Regions from separate parts of the Anser cygnoides genome. Here region 1 is linked to region 2. Evidence: chromatin contacts called from public Hi-C data. All regions are on one chromosome and are shown on one strand. Each heading gives the region's core, a stretch centred on a gene start, on an enhancer-like site or on the middle of the called end of the contact. The rest is flanking DNA. Distances are from core to core; before and after follow the strand shown. Region 1 overlaps KIF21A (kinesin family member 21A). Region 2 overlaps REDIC1 (regulator of DNA class I crossover intermediates 1).

Region 1 (6,004 bases), core at 2,698-5,197, 130 kb before region 2:
AGGTTGTTGTTTTCTGTTTGCAGCATAGCATTTTCATGAAACATGTCGTTGATGCTTTCAACGCCTTCTTCATCTATAATCCTTTTACCCTTAAGGAAATACAGATATTATTACTATTATTACTAGTAAATGCTGATCTATATTTAAAAAAAGAATAGCAAAGACAAGCCACAGATTGCTTAAAATTCCACATAGATACTTATAGTAAAAGATACTATTCTCTCAAAGAGTTTAAAACAGTATGGATAATTTTCAAAGCACTGATGTCTGGCCAACATCTTAGCACTTGGGTCCTGCCTGCATAGCTCCATATTAGCCTGAAATACAAGTTCTTGAGGAGGTTAAGAAATGAAAAGTCAATCTGTATTAAATCAGGATACTATCTCAAGTATAACAGAGGAAGATGATGTTATTTGGTAACCACATTTATTGCTGAAAGCATTATCTTTAGTTTAAATTTTCAGGAAGAAATGGGCATTGTGAAGTATGACTATTTAGCTTGTATAATTTAAAAACTATTTTTAAAACACAAATACTTTTAGCTCTCTAGTAAGTTTTTAAAAGCAGTACCCAATAACTGTTCACATATTCCTTCATATGCCAATCTAAACTGTGATCATTTTCACTTTGAAAGTGACTATTTCTCATCACTAAGCATGAGAGCATCTGGTAATGACTGGAAGTGCTTATATAAATGAGTGTTACTATCCAATTTTTTTAGTGTGTGAAATGGAATCAGCCAACAGAAAACAAGCTGTAGAACTATAATCATTTTAGAGCAGAAGAAATCCTAAAAGGATACACTTACTGTTTTGTATTCCATAAGCTCCATCTGTAGCCGTGTAATCTCACTGCGCAAAGCATTTATTTGTTGACTAGCCCTATCCTGATTAACCATCACCTTGTTCTTGATGTTTCGTGCCCGATTTGCGTACTTCAATGTGTTCAAGGTTTCCATGAAGTCTCGATCTGACGGGCTCACACACGCTATCATGAGTGTTTGACTGCAAGTTACAAACATAGGTTAGCTTTACAAATCAAGAACAAAAAGAGTACAGAGAAGCTAATGGGTCTTCATATAGAAGGTGAAAAAAGATGCAGTGACTTCATAACATTTGTGAATTTTTTTTAGATCTAGCTCACTGTAGCAGAAGACTGTCAACCACAAAGTTCCAGCACTGTTACATCTTGTATCACCCTAGCATAGTATAAGAGAGAGATCATTAATTGTTCTACATGTTAAATTATAAAAGCAATTAACTGATGTTCCTAGAAATCTTGTTCAGATTATATTCAGTTTTCCTAATCACATGTAAACTGAGATTAAAATACTTCAAGGCAACCTGAGGCCTCAAATAGTGATTTGGATCATGTTAGTTGTCAGGACTAATTAATTCATGAGGTGCTACCCACTTAATCTGGAAGCTGCCCAAACACTCACCTTCAGCTGCCCGTATGTGCCCAGAACTTCATAAAATACCTGTCTTCCACCTATCTTTTTCTACTGAGATCCAAACTGCCTAAATTCTTCAGCTCCAAATATCTGCTATACCAAAAGAAGCCCAAAAGATAGTACTTATCCTCAGTACACCTGGCAAGAAATTAATTCCATGTTTTGCAACACCACTTAAGCTTAGAGCACCTCCATAAAAAGGAGCAATAGTTGAGCTCTATGCACAAAACAAACAACTACTTCCTGTGCTCCTCTCCACCCTCTAGCCATCCCATCTTGGGATATACAAGGTGAGAACATGCTCCCTGCTCCAAGAAATAGACTGTAAAAAAAAAAGGTGGGGGGGGAAAAAAACAAAGAAAAAAATGCCTTTCATTCCAGCCTAATGTTTTAGTTATTCGCCTGGTAAGGGGAGGAACCAGGATCACACACTCACTCTTATTTCACATGAGACAAGAACAGTTTGGAGGGGTCAGAACCAGAATTCCAGCTGTAGATCCTAGCTTAAAGGCACCAATATGCCCTAAGTTCTCAATAGACAGGGGAAAACACATATATAGGAGGTGACTGGATCATCCCCAGCAGGCTTTAGAGGAACGTGCTTCTCTTTGTTGTACGTGGAAGCTTAGGTGGTTGTGTTAGGAGTGCACTGTCTTCAGGGCAATGGAGAAATATCTGCATTAGACAGACTGGATCTGATCTTCGCCTTCTGTAATTTCAGATCAAGAAAAACAAATTACTTCTTGAAACCCTTTGTGAGGCAAGTGATTATATTCACCTTACACACTGGGAAACTAAACTAAAAAGAGTAACTAGCCTGAGGACACGGGATAGACTCAGTATGTAAGACAGGACTAGATTTCTGCAATTCTCTCTCAGATCTCCTGTGTACCATTGCATCACCTCCCCAGACTTGTGGAGTTTAGTCCTAAAGATATGAATATGCTAGATTAAGAAAATAATAGTAATTCTGAGATCAGGACTACTTGTGCTTTCAGTTTAGAATCTGACTCCTTTTCTAAGCCTCAGACAACTGCTTCTGCTAGCTTTCTTAAAAACTGAGCAACTCAAACTCCACTTTCCTATCTGCATTTTGTAGTGGACTCATTTTTAAACACCATTCTACTCCTTTTATTTTTCCACTTCTTTAAAATGCCTCCCTGAAATCTAGAGAGTGCTCCATATTTTAACTTGAATAACTCAAGAAGCATTAATGCTTAAATGCTGCTTCAAAACTGTTACAGAATTGTATTTGTATTCTAACCTGAATTATATTCTAACCTGAATCACTACCAGCAAATCTTTTTAAGTATTTGCAAAAGAGAATGGCTAATGTGGACTGTAGTACCTAGGGTGGAATTTGAAAAGCTATGGAAAAGTCTAGCAGGAATCTAATAATCTGATTTCCCTGAGGAAAAAATGCATATTTATTAAAATTTAGCTTTCCCACAGTTTGTTTGCTAAAGCATGGATATGAAATTATTTAAGTTGTGTTACAATGTGCAACTCTTCCTTAACAGCAAATTACTAATTTTTACCTGTCTTGTCATGTATATTACATGAATAAAAATGAGGGGTGGGAGAAAAAAAATGAACATCCGTCAGGAACAGAAATAATATATCTTCATAACCTTGTAAATGATCTGGAACTGCATTTGCTGTCTGCATTTTACAGTAAGCTGTAATTTCTCTTGAAGTACAGAAGAGGGAGCAGTTGAGCTACCAGACAAAAAATGTTTTGAGTCAAATTAAAATAATATTTCAGTAAAAGTGTAATTTTAGAAGCAGCTTGAAAAGTGACTATTAGCTGGTGTATTTGATATAAAATTAGTCAAGAAATGCTATTTGTAAAGTTATTTCCAGAAACAGCTTGGAAGTCATGCACTCGGTTTCTCCTGATTTTTCCCTATTATTGGGTTTCTTCCTCCGTTAAACACTTTTGAAAATCCTAGCCTTTATTTTACCCATTTTTTATATCTCTGTGCTGCAATACTGCAGACTGTTACTGAAGTTATATCTCTGAAGAACAGAGCAGTGATTTAAGAAATCTCCACTTCTCCCTATTCTTTTGTGAAATGCCCAGAATACTTCCTGCCCCCCTGAGGACAGCAGTCAGCCATATCAGATTAAATAGAGCAATAAATGTACTAGCTTGCTAAAACATACTTAACTACGGTCCCTTTTGTCTTTCTACATGTTCATGTTGCATGTTTGCTTAGAGCTTCCAGAGCCTAAGCCTCTCTTCCTCGTCTTTATGCAGTACATAGACAGAGAAGGGTCGTACAAACAGTTCTGGTGACACAGTTGTTTGATTTTACTCGTCTCTAACTCACCACCAGATAACTGGACATATCCACAATATCCTGAAATAGACAACCTTTATGAAAAGACGGCAGTGTATGTGCTAAGCTGCCTTGCTCAACAACAAAGGGTACTTTGTGCAAGGAGAACTGGCTGCATGAAGCTCCTGCTCATGGTGATCAGAGCAGACAGTGAGCCTGTGCCCACAAGGGCAGCAGTCGGAGCTAGACAATCTAATTTGCAAATGTGGTTTGGGCTCCCTAGCTAATAGATGGCAACACATGCTGACGCAAGCCAGCAGACATCCAGGGAGAGACATCAGCCAACAATAAAGCTTTCCTGAGAGGTAAGGCTGACATCAAAGTCAGCATGAATGCCTCTGCAGAAACGTCTCTCTGCTTTTAGGCCTTCATCTGGCTCTTACAAGGCACAGCTTCAGCAGCAGCCAGCATCTATGAGGACTTCACAATATGAAATGCAATTATAAATATAAATAGTAAGGGCACAGTATCGTTAATCCCCAAGCCTTAGCCCTGTGGATGCAATGCAGTCACCTCCATGGTAACCAACACAAACCGTGGCAAAGGGCTTGAATGAAGAAATATAACTGGATGATACCTGTAACTGGATGGTGAGTAAATAATGGGATAACTGCACGCAGATAACCACAATGCTACCTCTTGGGGAGGGAAAAGGCATGAGAAAAGGGACTGAAGGGAAATTAGTGACAAAAAAAAATCAAACAGAGAACACAAAATTTGAGAAGTTAAAATAGCAATAGTCTGACGAAGTTCTCCAGGGAGAATTCTGGTGTTTTTTGTTTGTTTTGTTTTGTTTGTTTGTTTTTACAGTTGTATTTAAAGATAGACGAAGTCAAAGTCACCTCCTCTGTTACTATACTGGCAACACATCAAAAGCCAGTATTGTTTAACAATTCAGGTTAAAAAAAAGCAACAAAAACATCTGCTTGAAGCAGAAAGCCACCATGGCTTTAAACTATGCTGTAATTCATAAGGCTATGACACAATAACAGATTTAACATTTATGGTACCTATAATCTAAAGAGGAAGGACTTGTCCTTTACTTAGAAGTTATCATTTCCAGGTAACTCAAAGCCCCATGTCTAGTAAAGCTACAACAGCATTGAAAAGAATGATGCAAAAAGCCTCTTTAATATCTTTTCCTTGCGTTGCCAGCATTTCCAATCATAACAGTCATTTCCAATCATAACAGTCATTTAGTTTTGGAACCTCCCACCAACAAACAATAATAAAGATAACAACTCTCTTTAAGGGCTATTTTACTTTCTGAAGATCATGTACTCATTCACTTCCATTCACAATGAAACATGCAAAATATTCCCGTACCTGTTTCCCCCAAGGGAGTCTTGAAGTAGCCTTGTAAGCTTTGAATCTCTGTATGGTACATGAGTTGCCTTCTTACTTTTATCTCCCAACGCACTTATTACATTGCCAAGAGCTAGCTGTAAAACACAAGTTCACATTACATGCAAGTTAGAATGAATTCCTGGGTAGCTTTATTTTAAAAATCAGTCACAAACTCCAGCCTGTGCATTGGGAGGGTGGGGCGTAGAAATCACATGACAGTTAACATACTAAAAAAAGTATTTCTTTATGTTTTTACATTGGAAATGATTTGATTTACTGTTAGCATGGAAATTTATAAATGTTTATTGTACAGTCTGGTATCTTCAGGAACAAAGAGCTTAACACAGTTGTGTGCACTTTCTATTGATATCTCACATCATTCACAAACTAAGTTAGAACTACTTCATGTAACGAACACTTTGTTTCAGTGATTATTAAAGCTTGTCTATGCCTCTAATGGTAGCCACATTATCTTTAAAATTGATCTTTATCAGGCTGCTTTACGCTAAATTTAGAATAATATATGGAGTATTGATATGAAAAAACAGATTTTACTACCACTATGGATATAAAATAAATTGCATCTGGCGAGGATTTAAGCATTTAAGGTTTGAAATTATGTAGTCCATAGCCACTGCATTGCTAAAAAGTGGCTTGTTTCATGTTTATAAACAGCTAAATATTTGGCTATAAACTTATTTTTAGATGTATAACTAACTACATGTACAGGATTATTCACTTGCCAAATTAAAACACATTCCTCTAGATGGCGCCCTGTACAATCAATTTTTAACACAGTCTTGAAAATGGCTTTACTGCACCCAGCAATTGCAGAACTGCATACAGACCATGTGCTAAGAGT
Region 2 (5,831 bases), core at 2,988-5,487:
ACATGGCCAGGAATAATGGATCAAAATGACAGCTAAGTTTCTCCCCAGACACTACCAGAATGAAGAGATTTATATCATTTCATCAAAACGCACTGCATGATAATGCAGTGCACACACAGAAATTAATGTATGGATCAAAGAATAAAGGCCAAGTCCTGTATATTGCAAAGAACTGTTTTAAAAAGTTTTATGAGGTAAAGTGTGTCCCATTAAAATAATTATGATATATCTGCTTTATTAAGCAAAAAACGGGGCTATAATATTCATAATTTAGCTTTCTAGAAACAGTCTGGTGGCACAAGGATTTTGTGCAGTTTATGTACAAAGCTTTTGCATTGCATTAGTTTCTTGTATTGTTTTCACTGAATAAACTGGATTACAGGCACTGCTTCCATGTAGCTGTGGTTGCAGAAACATTCAATGATTTTTTTCTTCAAATTTCTCCAGTGCTCTGATGTGCTTGAGATAGCATTGTTGGTCTCACAACATGCTGGAGTTTTCTTCATAGTGGAGTAAAATAATTTTAAATTTTCTACTTAAGAATCAATTCAACAGATCATTTAGCTAAAGCTAAAAATGTATTTATACCCATCTCCCCTCAGGATAACATTTGTGTGTATACTTCAACTTCAGTATGTACTGAAGTGTTTTCCTGAAATAAACCCTTACTACTTTATGTTTTTAATGAAAAAATCGTATCAAAATACATGATTTTTTTTTTCCTGTGAAAGTGGTATATGTGGAAAGAGATGTAAAAGATATAGAAAGGTTTGATCTTTTTGAACTTTATGCTTAGATCAAAATAGTCTTAGATAAATTAAATCTCTTTGCTATCTTTTATCTAGTTACCACAAGTAACAGAACTATCTTATGCTGACTCTAGTATGGAATGTGAAGACAACATAGCAACAGCTTTTAGCACCTGTCCATTGTCCCCTTCTGTTTTTTGGTCCTCTAACTATGCACAGTTTTCAGAAGAAAATTTCAATACAAACCTGATGGGCAACCCTTGGGAAGAGACCTATGAAGATAAGCAGCAAAACCAGGTTTGATTAATATTTTTCTTCTCCTCAGAATTATTTTTAACTAAATTTCATTTATTTGGGGTATAGAATTAGTGTAATGTTGAAGCTAATAACAAACAACAACATTTCTTGTAGGCTAGTGGCAATGATTATTCTGTATACAAATATATTTCTTTTAGTGGTGTGAAACAGCCTCAGTTTGAGCCTGTATTTGCTGAACTCTCAGTATTGCTGATATCTGCAGGAAGGAAGTTAGCCACATACTGCGGCTGTCTTTTGTTTCTGGTTTGTAAAATTGCTTAAAGAAAACTGAAGTACACTACAGTTATAAATACAGCTTTCTTGAATGTACAGTTAGTATAAAAGGGTGTCGTATGATCCCAGGTGATAACCGTGGCCTAAGGAAACAAGAACTTCTATAGCTCTGTCATCAGCAAAAGGAAACCAAAGAAAATGCTGTCCACTGCTAAACAGAATCGATGACCTACTGACAAAGGACACGGAAAAGCCTGAGGCAATAGAGACCTACTTTGCTTCAGTCTTTTCTGGCAAGGTCTGCTCTCTGGCATGTTTTCAAGCCCAGGTTTGGGGAGAGACATACAAAACAGCAGTGAAGCAACAGGTTAAGGAATCCTGAGTAAACTGGACACAAACAAATGCATGGGACTGGACAAGGTGCATCCAATACTAAGGGAGTTGGCTGACATCACTGCAGGGCAGATGCTCATCATCTTTGAAAGACTGTGGTGATCAGGAGATCTTCTCAGCAGCAAAAAATACAAAAAAGCTATGCCCATATGCAAAGAAGACAAGCATGATCCAGGGAAGTTCTAGATCTTCAGCTCACCTGTTACAGAACCAGACCTCCTGGAGGTCATTCAAAGTTGCATGAAGAACAAGAAGGTGACTGAGAACAGTCAGCATACATTTCCCATGGCCATGCTGTGCCTGACAAATCTGATTAACTTCTGTGATGAAATGACTGGCTCTGTGGATAAGGGTCAGCAGTGAATATTATTTACTTTGACTTTAGGAAGGCTTTTGACAAAGTTTACCTTGTGGGATCCTTGTAGCAAAAGTGGGGAGGAATCAACCAGAGGAGTGGATGATAAGTTGGGTAAAAAACTGGCTGTACCATCATGCTCAAAATAATTGCAAAGACAATTATTTTATGTCTAGTTGGCAACTGGCAGGGATGCCCAGGATTTAATAACAAGTCTGATATATTTTCATCAGCAATTTGGATAATGGGACAGAATGCACCCTCAGCATCTCAGCAGGTTCATAAATGACACCAAATTGACAGAGTGGTCATTACAGTTGGAGGGCTGCTGCTCAGAGGGATCTTGACTTGCAGAAGGCCAAAAAAAAAACTCATAAAGTTCAACACAGATAAACAGAACATCCTGCACCTCAGAAGGAATAACTCCACATATCTGTGTAGGTGGGGGACTGACTGAGTAGGCAGCAGCTTCGCAGAGAAAGACCTGAGAGTGCCAGTGGTTAACGAGTTGTACACAAGTCAGCAATGCACCCATGTAGCAATAAAGGCCTTCTACATAAAAGGCTGTAGTAGAAAGAGCATATACAACTGTCAAAGGCAAGTGATTGTTCCCCTCTGAAAAGCATGTGTTAGAAGGCATCTGAAATATTGTGTCCACTCTGGGCACTCTTAGCCCAAGAGAGAGATCAAACTGGAGGAAGACCAACGGAGGGTCACAAAAATTGCTAGTGGATTGGAGCTTATGATAGACATGGAGAGACTGAGCAAAGAGGGTTTGTATAGCTTGGGAAAGAGAAAGCTATAAGGGGATGAGGTAGGGAATCAGACTCTGTCTTCCAGAATCTAAATAGAGTTACAGACAGGACAGAGTAAGAGGTGCACAGTGAAATGACAAGAAATAAAAGTCACAAGTTTAAATGATGGAAATTCTGCTTGTATAGTAAAAAGTGTTGTCACAAAAGTAGCTAAACACCAAAATAGGTCATCTAAGGAGGCTGCGGAGTCTCAGTCCTGAACAATCCTGAGCAATCTGGACTAGCCTTGAAGCTGGCCCTGCTTTGAGCAGGAGGTTGGATTAGACACCTCTTGAGATCCCTTCCACACAACAGCATTCTGTGATTCTGTGACCTTCGGTGGAATGTCAGCTCTTTCCAGTCTATCCAGCTTGTCGATATTATGGGAGCATGGAATGCTTAAAAGGGCATTTTGCATGCTAGCAGTGACATGTGCATACAGAAAAGTATGAATTGTATGGAACTCAGTTGGGCTGTAATGTTTTAGCCTTTACTGTAAAGATAAAAAGAAGTAAAAACAGTTGGAAATCATGTATATTGTTTGCAAACACAACTTTAAAGTTTAAAACGCTATAACTATTCTATAAATTCAGGGTTTGACAGTTTTGATCATTTTCTCAGCCAGGAATTATTTCGGATCAAGACCCTTGGCTTTCAAAACACCCAAGCCAGTGTATTTTAAGAAAGTCTGATACAGTGCCTCTGGAGCTGTTCAAGCCAGTGCACAGGTAGGCAGTGATTTGATATTAGAGAGAGCAAAAATCACAGTAAAGTAAGTAAGGGCAATACCTGCAACTTATTGTTACTTGATTTTTCACAGATTTGTAGTGCTTTTGAAATAGAAATTAAAGTTAAATGAGAAGACTGAACATACAAAGCTGTTTAAATTTGCAGAGAGGCAGCAAACTGTGATTTTGGTAGGTTCTTGGAACCATGGTCTGTTTTTTGCAATATTGCAAACAGAATGGTATTTCTCAATTCATCCACAAGCATGGATTCACTGACAGGCCAAGGGGAGGGTCACTGCTGCCACTCTCATTAGTTCTGGGCACTGTTGCAAGCACTTTTCTGATGACCTTGATGTTGTAGCAATTGAGCAACTTCTCCACCTCCATTGTTTATATTTGGGATTCCAGGAGCAAAAACATTTATTCTTCTTCTCTTTTATATGTGATTCTACTATCTATAGCTTTTTTTTTTTTTTTTTTTTTTTTTTTTTTTAGAATTGATTCAAGAATACTTTCATGAGAAATGCACTTTGTTTCTAAAAGAACAGGCAGAAACCTAGGATTGCTTTCTCTTTACATTTGCTGATTAAAAATCTTTTAATCACAGAGGGTTTAGGGCCAGAGTCATTTGTACTGAACAGCATTTCACTGAACAGTTTCTTTCTAGGTGTTATTTCCTTATATCTAGGGATCTTACAGGGCTAACTTTCCTTTATTCTTTCTATTCTGTTAGTCTGTTGTCTGTGAAAGTTCATGTCAGTCTCTGGAGAGAGCCATAAAAAGACCATACACTATTCTGCAGTTCCTGAAGTACCTGCACTCTGTTTACCTGGGGGGTCAAGGCACTGGGTAGCCCACTGACCGCGATACCTTGATGGACACAGCAGCCTCCAGTCTTAGCCAACATAACTTTCTCACTTTTCCTAGCTCCTCCTAGCTTTCTGCAGCAAAATTTAAAGTTAGGATAATGCTCACCTTGCTGTATATCTTCGTGACTTCCTGATGAATACCTTGATGTTAAAGCCGTACATAATCTTATCTTGCCTACGTCTCCCTTTTCATTTCTCCACAGGCCCTCAGGTCTGCACTCCCCTTAGTCATGGCACCTCTCACAGTCCTCCACCCACTCATGGCTCACTGACAATGTGAAATCTCCTTTCCGACAGCTCTTCAGCTCCATTTCTGTGTGCTTTCCTTGTTTTGTTTTCACTCATTATATCCATAAATTCTTTTACCTTAGTAGCTGTCAACTCTCCTGGGAAGGACGTATCTTTCACAGGATGTGAAAAGCATAAACTTGTACAATCATTTAACATAATTGTAGCATACTGATGATGGAATCGATGTGCATACATCTGAGAGCTGTGACCCCTCAAGTTCATTAAATATTAACTAAAAATTGTAGGTGTCTTGTAAAAATAAGTCTTTCACTCTGAGTAGTGCTTAGCCATTTCCTCATCTATTATCTTTTACTTAGCATTACAAAATGTTCAGCTGGAATTGCTCCACAAAAAGTTTTTACCTTCCTCAGTGGTATCCAACTTTCTCTAGATACAAACCATATTATATTTAGTCTTTTAAAACTGATGCATGGGTACTTTCTCTCTTAAGTTCTCTAGGATCTTTTTCCAGTTCCAAGTATTTTCTGATCAAGACATTACAGATTTTTTTTAAAAAGTTTTTACTTTACCACATTTCAATTTTCAAGTTCCACTGATAGCATTGTCTTTTTATTATTATTTTTGTTTTATTTTAATAAAAGGCATGTTTTGAATGTCCATGGCCATTTCTGCTAATTCTCTGCATATATAAATCTCTTAACTCTTCCCTCAGATTTTCTGAAATGTCAGTCAAGAGATTAAACCTAGAAAGAAGTGGAAATTTTTAAATTAATATCCAAATAAGTGAAAGTGTGATAGCTTTTGCACTAATGATAAACATGATAGCATCCTTCAAAACCACTACTACCAGAAGTGGGGGAGGGAAGTATGGGCAAAACAAAATGTCTGACTGGCCTCCTGACTGTAGAGTAGAAAACCTCTGTGCTTAATTACGATTACTGACCTCAATTACAAAAAAAAAGTCATCTTGCTGAAGAGACCAGGAATTAAAAAAATGCTCAGATCTTGTAATGGGCTTTCAGTACAAGAGTGAACTGTAGCCCTGAAGAATAAACTTTTTATGAACTGAAGAAGCTGTCTACATCTTCTTTTTCTTCCTTTCTTTTTTTTTTTTCTTTTTTTTTTTTCTTTTTTTTTTTTTTTTTTTTTGATACAGAGTG

What was found. A called contact is a pair of places that touch in the nucleus more often than the background predicts.
Region 1: a Hi-C map of liver shows a contact between it and region 2, with 2.6 times the contacts expected there. The contact joins two enhancer-like sites. A contact is called at or near these places in 3 of 7 Hi-C or Micro-C datasets (granulosa cells and liver).

What each region holds. Positions count from the first base shown.
Region 1 is chr1:16,322,079-16,328,082 of Taihu_goose_T2T_genome, reverse strand. It overlaps KIF21A (kinesin family member 21A), which reads right to left. Exons shown (of 34, transcript XM_066989881.1): 7 at 5,122-5,237; 8 at 809-1,004; 9 at 1-89. Among named protein-coding and RNA genes, the nearest start is that of KIF21A, 42 kb to the right of the region's middle. Within about 2 kb of position 3,947, at least 1 of the 3 cell types and tissues checked has open chromatin away from gene starts, as enhancers often do. A contact at or near this core is called in liver, where this site is marked.
Region 2 is chr1:16,188,852-16,194,682 of Taihu_goose_T2T_genome, reverse strand. It overlaps REDIC1 (regulator of DNA class I crossover intermediates 1), which reads left to right. Exons shown (of 13, transcript XM_066989846.1): 6 at 846-1,046; 7 at 3,444-3,550. Among named protein-coding and RNA genes, the nearest start is that of REDIC1, 9.8 kb to the left of the region's middle. Within about 2 kb of position 4,237, at least 2 of the 3 cell types and tissues checked have open chromatin away from gene starts, as enhancers often do. A contact at or near this core is called in liver, where this site is marked.